Regions from separate parts of the Mus musculus genome. Here all the other regions are linked to region 1. Evidence: chromatin contacts called from public promoter capture Hi-C data. All regions are on one chromosome and are shown on one strand. The core of a region is the stretch at or near the end of the contact, and the rest is flanking DNA. Distances in the headings are between cores, read along the strand shown. Region 1 holds the start of Ippk (inositol 1,3,4,5,6-pentakisphosphate 2-kinase). Region 2 holds the start of Ogn (osteoglycin). Region 3 holds the start of Omd (osteomodulin).

Evidence for each region. Promoter capture Hi-C pulls out the DNA fragments that hold promoters and counts their contacts.
Region 2: a contact with region 1 is called in a promoter capture Hi-C map of liver. The contact joins the promoter of Ogn here to the promoter of Ippk in region 1. A contact is called at or near these places in 17 of 39 promoter capture datasets (the 3T3-L1 cell line, 3T3-L1-derived adipocytes, the C10 cell line and 11 more), 2 of 115 datasets of contacts at active chromatin or transcription factors (the SCID.adh cell line and embryonic limb bud) and 2 of 9 other capture datasets (adipose tissue and liver).
Region 3: a contact with region 1 is called in a promoter capture Hi-C map of embryonic stem cells, with 2.6 times the contacts expected there. The contact joins the promoter of Omd here to the promoter of Ippk in region 1. A contact is called at or near these places in 11 of 39 promoter capture datasets (the C10 cell line, the HPC-7 cell line, the SN4741 cell line and 7 more), 1 of 115 datasets of contacts at active chromatin or transcription factors (the SCID.adh cell line) and 2 of 9 other capture datasets (adipose tissue and liver).

The regions. Positions count from the first base shown.
Region 1 is chr13:49,418,832-49,423,008 of GRCm38.p6, forward strand. Ippk (inositol 1,3,4,5,6-pentakisphosphate 2-kinase) reads left to right here and starts at 2,411. Exons shown (of 13, transcript NM_199056.4): 1 at 2,411-2,635. The coding sequence starts at 2,555.
Region 2 is chr13:49,605,749-49,609,925 of GRCm38.p6, forward strand. It overlaps Ogn (osteoglycin), which reads left to right and starts at 2,267. Exons shown (of 7, transcript NM_008760.5): 1 at 2,267-2,378; 2 at 3,366-3,609. The coding sequence starts at 3,436. The region is part of intron 5 of Cenpp (centromere protein P); the gene reads right to left.
Region 3 is chr13:49,580,424-49,584,600 of GRCm38.p6, forward strand. It overlaps Omd (osteomodulin), which reads left to right and starts at 2,039. Exons shown (of 3, transcript NM_001360708.1): 1 at 2,039-2,390. All of the region lies in intron 5 of Cenpp (centromere protein P), which reads right to left.

The DNA.
Region 1 (4,177 bases), core at 1,161-3,660:
GGGAAATAGATGGTAAAATGCTATTGCTGAAGACTTCACATGCTGATTGCAGGACATGCAGAATTCAAATGGGCTGAGCTGAAAGTTTCCTTCTTGCAGAGTGGTGTTTGGAAGTTCCATAAGTGCTATGTAGGCTGCTAGGGAGAATAGTCACAAATGGTCCTGCTAGTCTATGGACACCAGTGTTAATGCTACCTGGTACTGTTCTAATGGGTACAACTCATCTTCTGATTGTCTTTAAGTATTCCTCTACAGGAAGGAACTCATGTTGGTATTGTACCCGGGGAGGTCATAGGGCCCTTGTATGGAACTACTTCTATAGTTAAATGGGTATGTGCCTGTCAGATTTTCTGTTGAACATTTATGTGAGTACCTATAGATGACTGTGCTGTTAGTGTCAATTGTACAGAGAATTCCCCCCCCCACTCCCCCACACAGCCAGTAGAAGTTACTAGGAAGACAGCCCGTCAAGTTGCCAAGAATCAAGTGGCTGTTGCTATGGCATAGTGGTTCATTGCTCAGCCAAAATGAAAAGCAATCACCAAACATCTCTATTGCTTCCTTCAATGCTCAGAGAATACAGTAGAAGAGGGGGTGGGAGGAAAGCCTGAGAAAGAATGAAGTGCTGTGTACCCATCTTCGGAGCAAAACACAGACTTTGCCATCTTAATCAAAACAGCCGCCTCAGCTGCATGGGTTTCCAGGGGTTATCGAAGGTAGACTAGCTGAAGGAGAAACCCACTCAGCTTTTGAAGAGGAATGGATCTGTGCTAGGATGGGAGGGGTTTTTTGTTGTTGTTTTGTTTTTTTCAGTGCAGCTGGTTTGAGGTCTTCCACACTAATATAAATAACCCTTCACCCATGCTCCTCTAAGCATGACCTGTAAATTCATTTGGTTCACCAAGCTATACTTGGGTACATTCATTTCTGTGGTCTTGAAAGACCCCGAGAGGAGCCCCTCGCTCAAGTCTCGGGATAATAGCGGACCCCCAAGAACTCACAAAAGACCAAACTTGATGCAAACCACCTGAGGCTTTATTGGGGGGAAAGCCAGAGCTCTGGGGACGACTTGTATCCCACGCAGGGGTAGAGGAGTTGACCCCGAGGGGAAAGGGGTCCCAGTTTTTATAGGCCCTCACGGGGGGGGGGGGGGAGGAGAAGGGGGGAGTAGGGGATTTCCAGATCTAAACAATGTCTATTCTTAAGAAATGGGTATGGGAGGGGTACAAGGAAAGAGTCTGGTGCAGGTGGAGCAACTCTGGATTGGCCCGGCTGTGGTTACTGGGGAGATTTTTCGATTCTATCCCAGCAACCAATATCACAAACACCTCGCAGTGAGGTGCAGCAGTGGGCACACACCTGGGTTTAAGGAACGGTCAGAACATTGGCAGACACACGGGTTCAAGGCGCGGCCAGAGCATTGTGCACCTCTATTTTTCTAAATCAGTGAAGCTACTTTTACTAACAATGAAATCTATTTTGCCAATTTGAGGGCTTCTGTGACCTTTTACATTCTATTAGGATCTTTCAGTCTGTTGTTGGTGTCCTATTTAGAATGAACAGGTTTTTTTGTTTTTTTCCCAGTCTTCCTTGGAAAAATTAACACAAAAAAACCCATACTATCTGCCTGCATTAAGCTGGATTTTCTTCACATACACCAGTTACAGCAATATTCAGTGCTGTGGCCAAACAATTTAACACAAATATGAAAATTATGTTTGAGACAGGATCTCACTAAGTAACCCTGGCCGGTCTCGAACTCCTAGAAATCTCTTGCTTCCACATCCAGAATGCTGAGAGCATCACCATGTCCAGCCCCAAATCATTTTTAAGAGCACAAGGACCGCATATAATTCTTTAGGCAGCTCTACCAGGCAGGGCCAATCTTCCCCGCATTAAAGGATAAACTGAGGTCATTGCTTTCTGCTGGGATGGGGTGGGAGAGTCTATTGCCTCATCTGCATTTCTGGATGTCTTGGGGCAAAGGCTCCACGGTGAGGTTTCCTCGCCACGTTTCCCGGAGTAGTGTGAACACCACCTAATGGCTCTCTTGGCCGGAGCAAGGCCATTGAAGGTGCATCCCATTCTACAGATGTAAGCGGAGGCTCAGAGTCGCCCGGCGCCTTACTGCAGCCCCACGAAGATCCAGCCGTGGCCCTAGGACAGTGCGAGGGTGAGCGCCTCGGACTCGGGGCGCCAGGAAGCCGCCGGCCTCAAGGTCCGGGAGCAGATCCGGAAACCTCCCTTCCGGTTCCCAGGTCCGCGTTTCGGAAGTGAGTCACTCTGCCAGCACATAATATGGCTTCCACTCCACCTACCACCCTGGACGTCGAGGGTAAGGTGGGCGGGACCCGGAAGTTGACCGTTCTGGGAATGGCGGCCGCCGGGGGCGTGGCTTCCGGCGCTCCTTGCCTGCAAGTCGCCGCCGCTGAGAGCGCAGGCGGCAGCTGACAGGCGCTTTTCTTCAGACGGCTGCGGCGGGAGCCCTGCGAGGCGGGCGGCCTCCAGCTCTCGTCCCCACGTCCCGGCCCGCGAAGTTCCAGGGCGCCGGGGCATGGAAGAGGGGAAAATGGACGAGAATGAATGGAGTTACCATGGCGAAGGCAACAAGAGCCTTGTGGTGGCCCACGCGCAGGTGAGCGGCTGGCGGGCAGCCCGGCTCCGGGCCTCACCCGACGGCTCCCGAAGCTCTGTGCCTGGTACCGTCCAGGTACCCAGGTCGTGACTCTTCCTCCAGCTTCCGCCCGGGTGGTTCCCTGGCACCCCCACAGTACCCTCCTCTGCTCCATACTCATCCCCGGCACCCCTAGCTCCGTTGGCTCCCCTTTCCTCCTAGTGTCCCTTCTCGGTTCTCTCTGTCCCGTCAGTACTCTTTCCTCATGCGCTGTGCGTGCCGCGTGGCCTCACACCGTGCAGCCTCCCCCGGGATGCTCGTCTTACTGTCAGGCAACGGTGGGCCAGAGGCTGAGCCTGGACCAGGGCCTGGGCAGCACAGGGGAAAGTTCCCAGAGTGCTGTCAGCCCACCGAGTGGAGTTCAGCCTCGAGAAACCACAGAGCTGGTGTTCTGCCTTGCTGCTGCGCTGTCAGGAACGGGGCGCTGCCACAGGTTCGCGTCCCGATCATATACTTTAAATGGTTTCTCCTTCGTTCAACTTGAAAGGCGGTTTCAGAAGATGTAGTCCTTTCCAAGGAGGCGAATTTAAAGGAAGAGAAGCATATGGATGGATCTGTGTGCAGCCCCAGATTTCTCTGACATTTTGCTGCCTGATTACAAGCTAGCAGGAATGTGGTGGGCTGGGGGAGTAGAAGGCGGGGAGGTGTCATGTGAGAAGGTTAATAACTCAGGGAGCTGGGGTGATTCACACCTCCACCACTGAGAAGCAGTAGGCTGCATTAGGAAAGTGAAGAGAGGAATAGGATGTACTTTTGTCTCTCTGAAGTTCAGATTGTATGGAGCTGTACTGAGTGTTGAGCAGCCTAGAGCTTGGGTCTTGTGTCTAGTTGGCACCTCTGACCTCCTGGTGTATTTGTTCAGAATGTAGACTGAAGAGGAGAAGGCCCCTCTTGGAAGTGTTTTAAGGCCTTTTGTGACCAAGGAGTGCTAATGTAAGTGGGGTGGAGAAACTCTGCTCCCTTCGGTCCTGGGCATGTCTGTAGTCCCCCTTCTCCTTTGAGAGCAGGTGAGCTTTGTTTCTCTGCTCAGCTTCCCAGGCCTGTCTCATCCAGTCCTGGAGAGAGGGAGGCTTTTACCTAGCCTCCCCAGGCATGCTCACTCTTTCTGATCGAGCATCAGTCACTGAGTTGAAAAGCTCTTCTAAAGTCCCCTGTCAGCCCTTCCTCCTCTGTAGCATGCATACACAGCTATCCTTAGGCCCATCCTGCAGGAGCTGGGCTGGGGTGGGGGAACTGGACATCCGTGCTGTCACTGCCACGTGCAGACGGATTGAGAGAGAAAATGAGCCTTCTGGGGACCTGGGGTCTTGGGGTAGAGGAGATCAGTGAGGGCTGCAGGAGTATATGGGGCATGCTTGGGTGCGCAGGAAGGTGGACCGCTAGCCAGTTTCACAGAGAAGAGTTGTATCAGGGTTCTCTGTCTCCCCTACCCCTAGCAACACCTCCAGAAGTTTCCACTGTTACTTGTCAGTCTGAGTTACGTCGTGATTTGTGACAGCTTTG
Region 2 (4,177 bases), core at 1,017-3,516, 190 kb after region 1:
AGAACACAACACCTTGATTTAACAACAAGAGGTTTTTTAATGGCGGAGCTCCGGAGCTCCGGGTCGAAACGTATCTCACATAACAGGAGACAGTGGATTCGACCACGAGGCTTGGAAGCTAGGGGTTTTTATAGAAAAGGAGTGGGGCTGGGGGAGGAATTGGCGCGGTTTCACATGATTGGTCCATTTAAACATCAGCAGCCTGTAACATTTAACTTAGGTCAGAGGGGTGGGAGCTAGGGAGGCGATGGGCTTGCCCGGGCATGTCCTGGTCTGTTCTGCTATGTTCTCAGCCCCAGGTTTCAAAGCTCAGAAACAACTCTTTGGGCTATTTAACATACATTACATGAATTACAGTTTTATTTCCTTTCAATAGGATGCCTGCTATAAAACATTCAGCAGCTTTCACGTTTAATAGAGAAAGTTAAGACATTTTCTACCAGAATGTAACATTTCTTTCTGAAATGGAAAACAACCTCAGCTCCAAACAGTTCTATAGGGAACAGGATCTAGAGGCTCTGGCTTTCTCTAGAGTGGTTGAACTTGGCTTTATCTTCCCAGAACTGATTATATTATCTTTGTTCTGTCTTTGTTTTGGATGAGACTGGTCACACACAATAGTTTTAGGGGTTGATTAACCATGTCAGAAAGACCACTTACAGGACTTAGAATGGGAGTTTAGGCTATGCACAATTAGTCAGCTGAGGAATCAGTTAATCCAAAGCATGCTCTAGACTCTGTTCCAGCATCTCTGTCCTAGGTCAGCCACAACCATTAGTTGAACTTTCTTTAGTGACTTCTTATTCCTTTCAGAGAATTGAACACAGTTCCTCTGCAAGGACAAGTGCTCTACACTGCTGAGCTATCTCTCCAGCCCCCATGCTCTATTTTAAATATTTATCCACGTTTTGCTTTAGGAAAAATAATTGTGACTACTCAAGTGCCAAAGAATAATAAAATAAAAGTAATTGGGGGGGTATAGGGGGTGGGGGACAAGGGCTATGTAATCCAGGCTAGCCCTGAATTCTCTATCCTCTGTCTCTCACTCTCAAGTGTTAAAATTATAAGTATTTGAGACTTTAAAGATGCTTACATGGTATCTATGCTACTACTTCAGTTTTGTTTTGTTTTTGTTTGTTTACTTGCTTGTTTTTTTAAGATAGGGTCTCATTATGTAGCTCTGGATGGTCTGGAACTCAGTGTAGACTAGACTAACAGGGATCCACCTGTCTATATTTCCTGGGTGCTGGAATTAAAGGTGTTTACCACTACACCCACTCCCTACTTTAGTTTTCCAAAATTGAATATAAAATTTCATTCAGTAAAATTTTTTGCTACTACAAAATTTTGGAATCAAACTTCTTTTTAAAAGCTATTTCACAATTCTATGAACTAAAAAAAAGGAATTTAAAACCAAAATGCAGCCAAGCAGTGATGGCACAAACCTTTAATCCCACACTCAGGAGGCAGAGGCAAGTAGATCTCTGAGTCCAAGGCCAGCCTGTTCTGTAAAGTGAGTTCCAAGACAGCCAAGGCTACATAGAGAAACCCTAGCATGAACGACCCCCTCCAGAAAACCCTAGCATGAATGACCCCCTCCAGAAAAACAGTAACAATAACAACAACAACAACAACAACCCTAAAGGACAAATCTATAAAATAATTTGTTTTAAAACTCACTTTATATATACATTTTTATTGTATTAATTATATTATGGGAACAAAAATCCTTAGTTGTCATTAAATTAAGAACAAAGACGGGTCGGGTGTGGTGGCACACACCTTTAATCCCAGCACTCGGGAGGCAGAGGCAGGCGGATTTCTGAGTTCGAGGCCAGCCTGATCTACAGAGTGAGTTCCAGGATAGCCAGAGCTACACAGAGAACCCTGTCTCGAAAAACCAAAACAAAAAAAACAAAAAAAACAAAAAAAAAAAAAAGAACAAAGACTATGCTCAGTTTGGTGTTTTATTTCATTCAAAAGTAAGCATCTTCTATACCAGAAAAGCACAAAAATAAAGGCCTGATTTTAAAAAGATTTATAAACTAATATTCACTAAAAGATTCGTGCACAAGGTAAAAGGGATCCCGAGTGCAGTACACTGCAGCTGCCCTAGTGCCGCAGTTTCAAATATCCTCAGCACATTCTCTCTTGTAACACCCTGCATTTCACCCCGAGAAGGAATGTTGGCAAAGATTTCCACCACATGGAATCTGCTGTTGAATTCCACATGGGATTTAAACTGTTGGGCCCTGAAACTTTATTCAGCAGTTTGAAACAATTCCACAGCTTTGCTCATTCACTCTCTCACTTGGGACTAATGCACAGGGATGAATACCTATTGAGGAAAACCACAAGGACTTCAACCAGATACTAAGGTAGGCTTGTTTTTCACATGTTAATTTAGATACTGTGTGTGAAAGTATGATTCTAAAATGTTAATAAATGTAATCTGTAGTATAAGTTTCATTTTCACTGAATAATTAATTTCTAACAATACTTTCATATATCATTTTATATAAGACAGATGTAGGTTAGAACTAGAAGCAGAAAAAGTTATAAACTCATTTTATTTTGAAATCTCAACCACTGGATTTTTGACAAACTGGCATCTATAAATGCAGCATCAGCACCTCCAAGTGAGTCTGTTTGTAGTTTTCTAAAAGTCTGAGTGAGCCTGTATTCAGCAGTTAAAATTCACTGGTGTGCCTCAAAGAATCTTTCCAGTACATTCTCCAAAGTTCCTCACTTAACGTTTTATTAAATTACGCCAGTCTGAAGTGGTATTGGTGAAGTTTTCATATTTTAAGCTTAAAAAGGCAACATTACTAGCTAACTAGTGACAATCTGTTAAATTTATAAAACTAGAAAGATTAAATGTTTTTTCCTACATTCCCTACCACTCAAAAGTGTTAATGTCTACTTTTTATGATGTTAAGCCTAAGGTTTAAGTTTTAAGCCTTTTCTCAGAACTGCTTCTTTTACATCAATATGAATCAAGAGTTCCTTTAAAGCAGCAATGCTGAAATATGATATTTTTAACTCACATGACACAGGACTATGGATCTTTGTATTAACTATTTATACTGCAGGTACCCCGAGAAGATTTTGACTGTATACAAGTACCCCTACTCAAGACATTTGACATTTAATAAACTTACCAGCAGTTTTAAAATTGTTGATGGGTAAGAAATAAAACTACTTTCTGAATTTTTCAGAATCTTCACTGGCACATAAAACACTGTATCTAACTAAGGACTACTAAGAGTTAAATACTTGTTCTCTAGCCCATACTGCATCCATCCTGCCAAAATATTCTCCAAGCTTTTAAAAACTGCTTCCATGGTCTACATTCTTACTTCCAGGGAAAAAGAGTTTCGTTCCACAGTCATCAGGTCAGTCACTCCTAACTTCAGTCACCTTGTGTCTGCTGAAATGGAGACTGTGCACTCTACATTTCTCCTGCTACTCTTCGTGCCTCTGACACAGCAAGCACCACAGTCGCAGCTGGACTCACATGTTAACTATGAGTATGCAACAGGCAATTCTGAAGAAACCAAATTTAGCCAGGATTATGAAGATAAATACCTGGATGGGAAAAGTATTAAGGTATTTTTATTTCTACTTTAAATTTACATTTTAAAATGATACCCATTTAAATGCATGCTTTCCCCCTTAACCTCAATATTTGATAAGTTCAGAAGGAAAAAGGCACTTTAAAATTTAAAGTAATTATATTTTTCAAGTATGCATGATTCCTGAATTAATAATAACTATGGTAAACAAAACTATCTACAGGAAATCTAATTTAAATTTTGAATTAAAATTTAAGAGACATTAGACTTTAAGGTGATAGCTGAACTTTATATAAATAATGCTACATAAGATCCTAGAGTTGCGTGTTATAAATAAATTAGGAAAAGATGTATTACCAGCTTATGTTTATAGAATTCAGAAAAATCCAGTCTTAGGAAATGAATGTAAGAATACTTACTGGCTATGCATGCCAATCACATAGAGTACCAACAAATAAAAAACTCCTTACTATAGGGATTTACTTTTAATCACATTTCACTCTACCAATTTGTACCAAGGACCTGTAATGACATGTCACTGAGTTATGACTTTTATCATCACTCACATCCAACCTTCAGCGCAAAGCAATTAGTTGGTGTGT
Region 3 (4,177 bases), core at 789-3,288, 160 kb after region 1:
TACAAGGATATAATTAATTACATGTCCTGGAAGCTTCAAAGCAAGGCTATGTACACATGTATTCTAACCTGTGTATGTACACATGTCTATAAAAACCCATCATGTATAGTCATTCGTGTGTGCATTCATCTAAACCTGAGTTCTTACTACTGTGTCACACTCTAATCCATCAACCACTCGCACTGGTTTTCCCTTGCTTACCTTTAACATCCCATTTCATCAGTGCAGTGCTTGGCTCCCACCACCCACCATAGGGTAACTTCATTGCTCCACCCCGGCTCACAGACAGCAGGAGCAGAGCTGCCCATCTGCACTTCTCTACCTTACTTATCTTTATCCTTTACCTTGATTTCTTCTCTGCTATACTCTGACCACTCAATAAACTTTTATTTTTTACTTATCTCCTCTATGACAATAAGATTCTCACTACTGAGTCCTCAATTTTAAACTATTTTACACAAATAGGTACTTAATTTTTTTTAAAGAGCTGAACAATGAACAAATAAATGAGAAAAATTACCTATTATATTAATTAGGCTGAACCAGGAGGCTTTCCCTAGCCAGCACTAGTATGTTGTTAAGCTTTGAGATGCCGTGTCTGTTTCAATAAAATCATAACTCTACCATATAATTTAAACTTTTTAAAACCAATTCATCTGACTTCTCTCCATTTGGTACAATGAAGTTGCCTAAGAAATCAGTAATCAGAAACTCGCCTATCCTCTTTCATTTTCAGTCACTGCCAAATGCAACATCATATACACTGCTAGCCTCCTTTAAATTTTCTAGAAACACTTTTGTTTGGGGAACAGGGGTTCTTTGTGTAGGTCTGGTCATCCTGATGACCAGGCTGTTCTGGAACTCAAAGATCTGCTTGCCTCTACTATCCAAGTGCTGGGATTAAAGGTGTGCATCACCACTTCTGGTTCTAGACTTTCAAAAAATGTGCTCTAGTATTAGTGATATATTTTCCTACCTAATCTAGAAACAAGAACAACAGAATCACTATTTTAAGACCACAACATACAATTAATAAAGAATTATATTTAAAAATTAAGTGGCTGATTTTAACTTAATCTTTTAAAAGAACTATAAGGGGACTAAAACAATGCTTGAGAAAAACATACAGATTTGTTCTTCTCCCGAGTGTGAAAGCCTGAGGTTTAAGAACAAAGACAGTAATAGGAAACATATGGAAAAGATCGGTAACTAAATGGAATCTTGGCCCAAGTGCGGTCTGCCACATTTCACATACCAATGTCTCGAGTAATAGACTAGATGTTTACAATGTTGCCAAAGCACCGTTGAAATACTATATACTTTTCTTAAATCTGAAACATTAAAATAAATCCTCTAGGTTACTTATAAAGTCTAATAGAAAACACTGTTTTGAAGAACCAAAACTTCTCAAGCTTGAAAGAATGTCTTTCCAAAAAACTCAACAGCTGATGCCAAGAGACACAGCTAACTCTGTTTAACTATGAAAACATTAGCACAAAAATGTAGCCTTGCAGTAAGCAGGCTTGCTAGCTGCAACTCTTAAGGAGGGCTCCTTCAGCAAATGAAGAAAGTTTCTAAATCCATACAATAAAAGGTAGAAGAAGTGACTGAGCAGCAGAGGCTTTTATTCGATCCCACTTAAAGACAAAGTGGACTATAAAATTATTTTGTGTACTGAGCCGAAAGGCAAGGCACTAGCATACATAGCTGAGGGAATTCATTTCTCTTTAAAAGTTATTAGTAGTCTTTATAAGTGGGAAAGCTGTGCCTTTAATCTGTGAAACCAATGCACTCTACTGCATTCTCAAAGTAAACTAGATGTGAAATGCTGTATGTTTCCACTTCTGATTCTTAGTCAAGAGTCAAAGGAAAGCACTGATGTGAATGCAAGCCTCTGTCAACCCAGGAACCGGATACAATTTTGAATTCCACCTTAAATTGCTGAGACACTGGGCTCCAGGTCACAGTGGACTTTAATCTGAAGAATTCTTTGGCATAAAAATGAAAATAAAAACAGTAATCAGTACATGTTGTTTCATTTAGTCTTGTTTGCCTTTCATATTAAGAGAAAATTCTTGCCACACCTCAAACCAAAATTAAGGAGAAAAGAAAGAAGTTAGCCACATAAATCTGACCAAGAGCACAAACATCTTACTTTGAATCCACAAAATTCTGTATAATGAAAAGAAGTACAAAATTTTAATTCAACCCAAGTGTTTTCCAAGCAGATTGTATTTACTTAAATTGCTCCAGTAATTCAAAGGACAGCCCTGTCTGCACACTGAGTTACTGTGGATTTTTAAGAAACTTCGCTAAAGAATTTAGGCATTTCTGATTCAGTTAAAGGATTGCCAATTCATCAGTCCCTGAAACTAGAGCAATCTCAACAGGTATGATGATAAAGTAATTTTCAACTCTTAAAGTATGTATTCTTACTGTTACAAAAGTGTCTTAGGGTTGCTAAATATTAAATTAGACTGCACTTATCATAAAAGCGCAATCGGGGAAGCAAAATCTGACTAAAAATTAAATTAAAATTTCGATTAAGCAAAATGTTTAAGCAAAAAGACCAGCAAGGTGAGTTTAAATTTCTGATTTAAAATGACTCAATAAGCAATATTTGTTTAGATTATTTTTAAAATAAAACTGGACAAAGGGAAAGAATCTTCGGTTAAAGGAATCAATTTCTCTTTAGTTTCTTGGGTTTGTTTTTCTGCTCTTAATTTTAAATGACAAAAAATTTGCTAAACAATTTTGCTAAAAAAAAATGCTTTGTTGTAATTTTTTCTACTGGGCAAATTTCTGATTTAGAATGTTTGTTTTCATTTGTATCATTCCCAAGACAGGAACATTTTGTCTGGTTATTAAAGGATTCTTAAGTTTAAGTTAATTACGATTTAAATGTATTGTGTATGTATGTATGTATGTATGTATGTATGTATGTATGTACGTATGTATGTATGCATGTATGTATTATTTTAACTGAGACACACTTTTTTTAAAGAGCAAAAGACTAAATTTAAAGTTGTCTTAGACAAGAATTAACAGGTACAGATGATCTTTATATCCTGGCTTCTATGGCCTATCAGTAAAACGGTTAAGAGCTTTAAAACAGTGACATGCTACAATGCTTTTACCTTTAAGTTTCCAGAACTAAGTAAATTATAACACTTTTATTAATTTGGATTAGGACCTACATTCATTTAAAAACATGAGTGTTTTTCTTCAAGTAAGAGAAATGTTATGATAAAGAAACTCTTATTGTGTTATTTGCAAAATTCATATTAATGGATAATTTCTTAAATTTTACATTGTTGCTTTGCTTTATTTTTTCTTCATCTCTCATATTTCTAATAGACAATATAAGTAAGAAATATCACATATTGTTATATAGAAATAAGTACAAAAGATAACAGCTAAGTTCTCTAACTTTTAACCATCTAAAGAAACCAGCATGGTGAATGCCTAGAGAAATAAACATTAACAGAGAAAGGCACTGCTAACAAGCCATAACCTGTGACTTAAGTCACTCATTCCATAGATCTTTGACTGCTTAGAGCAAGTGCACTGCACTGAGGCTTTGTTAAAACCTAGAGACTGGGAAATGAGATGACTCACAGTGAGTTACTCTGATGGTCTCTGAGTTATATTACAAAGAACAGGGCAGAAATTGTAGAATATGGAAGCAAAAGTAACCAAATATGCTCAGCAATGACTAAGAAGAGACTCACTGGGTAAAATGAATTAAAATCACTAAAGAGAAAGAAGGTACCACAGTGGAAGAGAGGAAGACTAGTAAAGGGCAGGATTTCAGTGGAAAAATGGCTCTCCAGGGAAATCTTCCTGAAGTGTTTACGAAGACCAAAAGGAGACAACATGAATCCTTCTATCGTCAAAGGCCTTTGTTTTTGATGCTAAGTTAAGCTGCCATGAAGTATTATCGGGATTTCCTTTTCTTCCAATGTCTCAAACTCCTGAGATTCTAATTCTAAAATGTAAGGTTGCTTTTGAGGACTGCTAATGGTCTCCATACAAGGATAAAATCTTCACACAACGAAAAGACAGAGTGGATGCTCATGAGCAAGTGCGGCAGAACTCTAGAGTCCTTTGTGGCCTGGCGTGGTGCCACAGACCAGCTCTACTTCTTGGCTCTCAGTGCGTATTTTGGGAAAGCAGC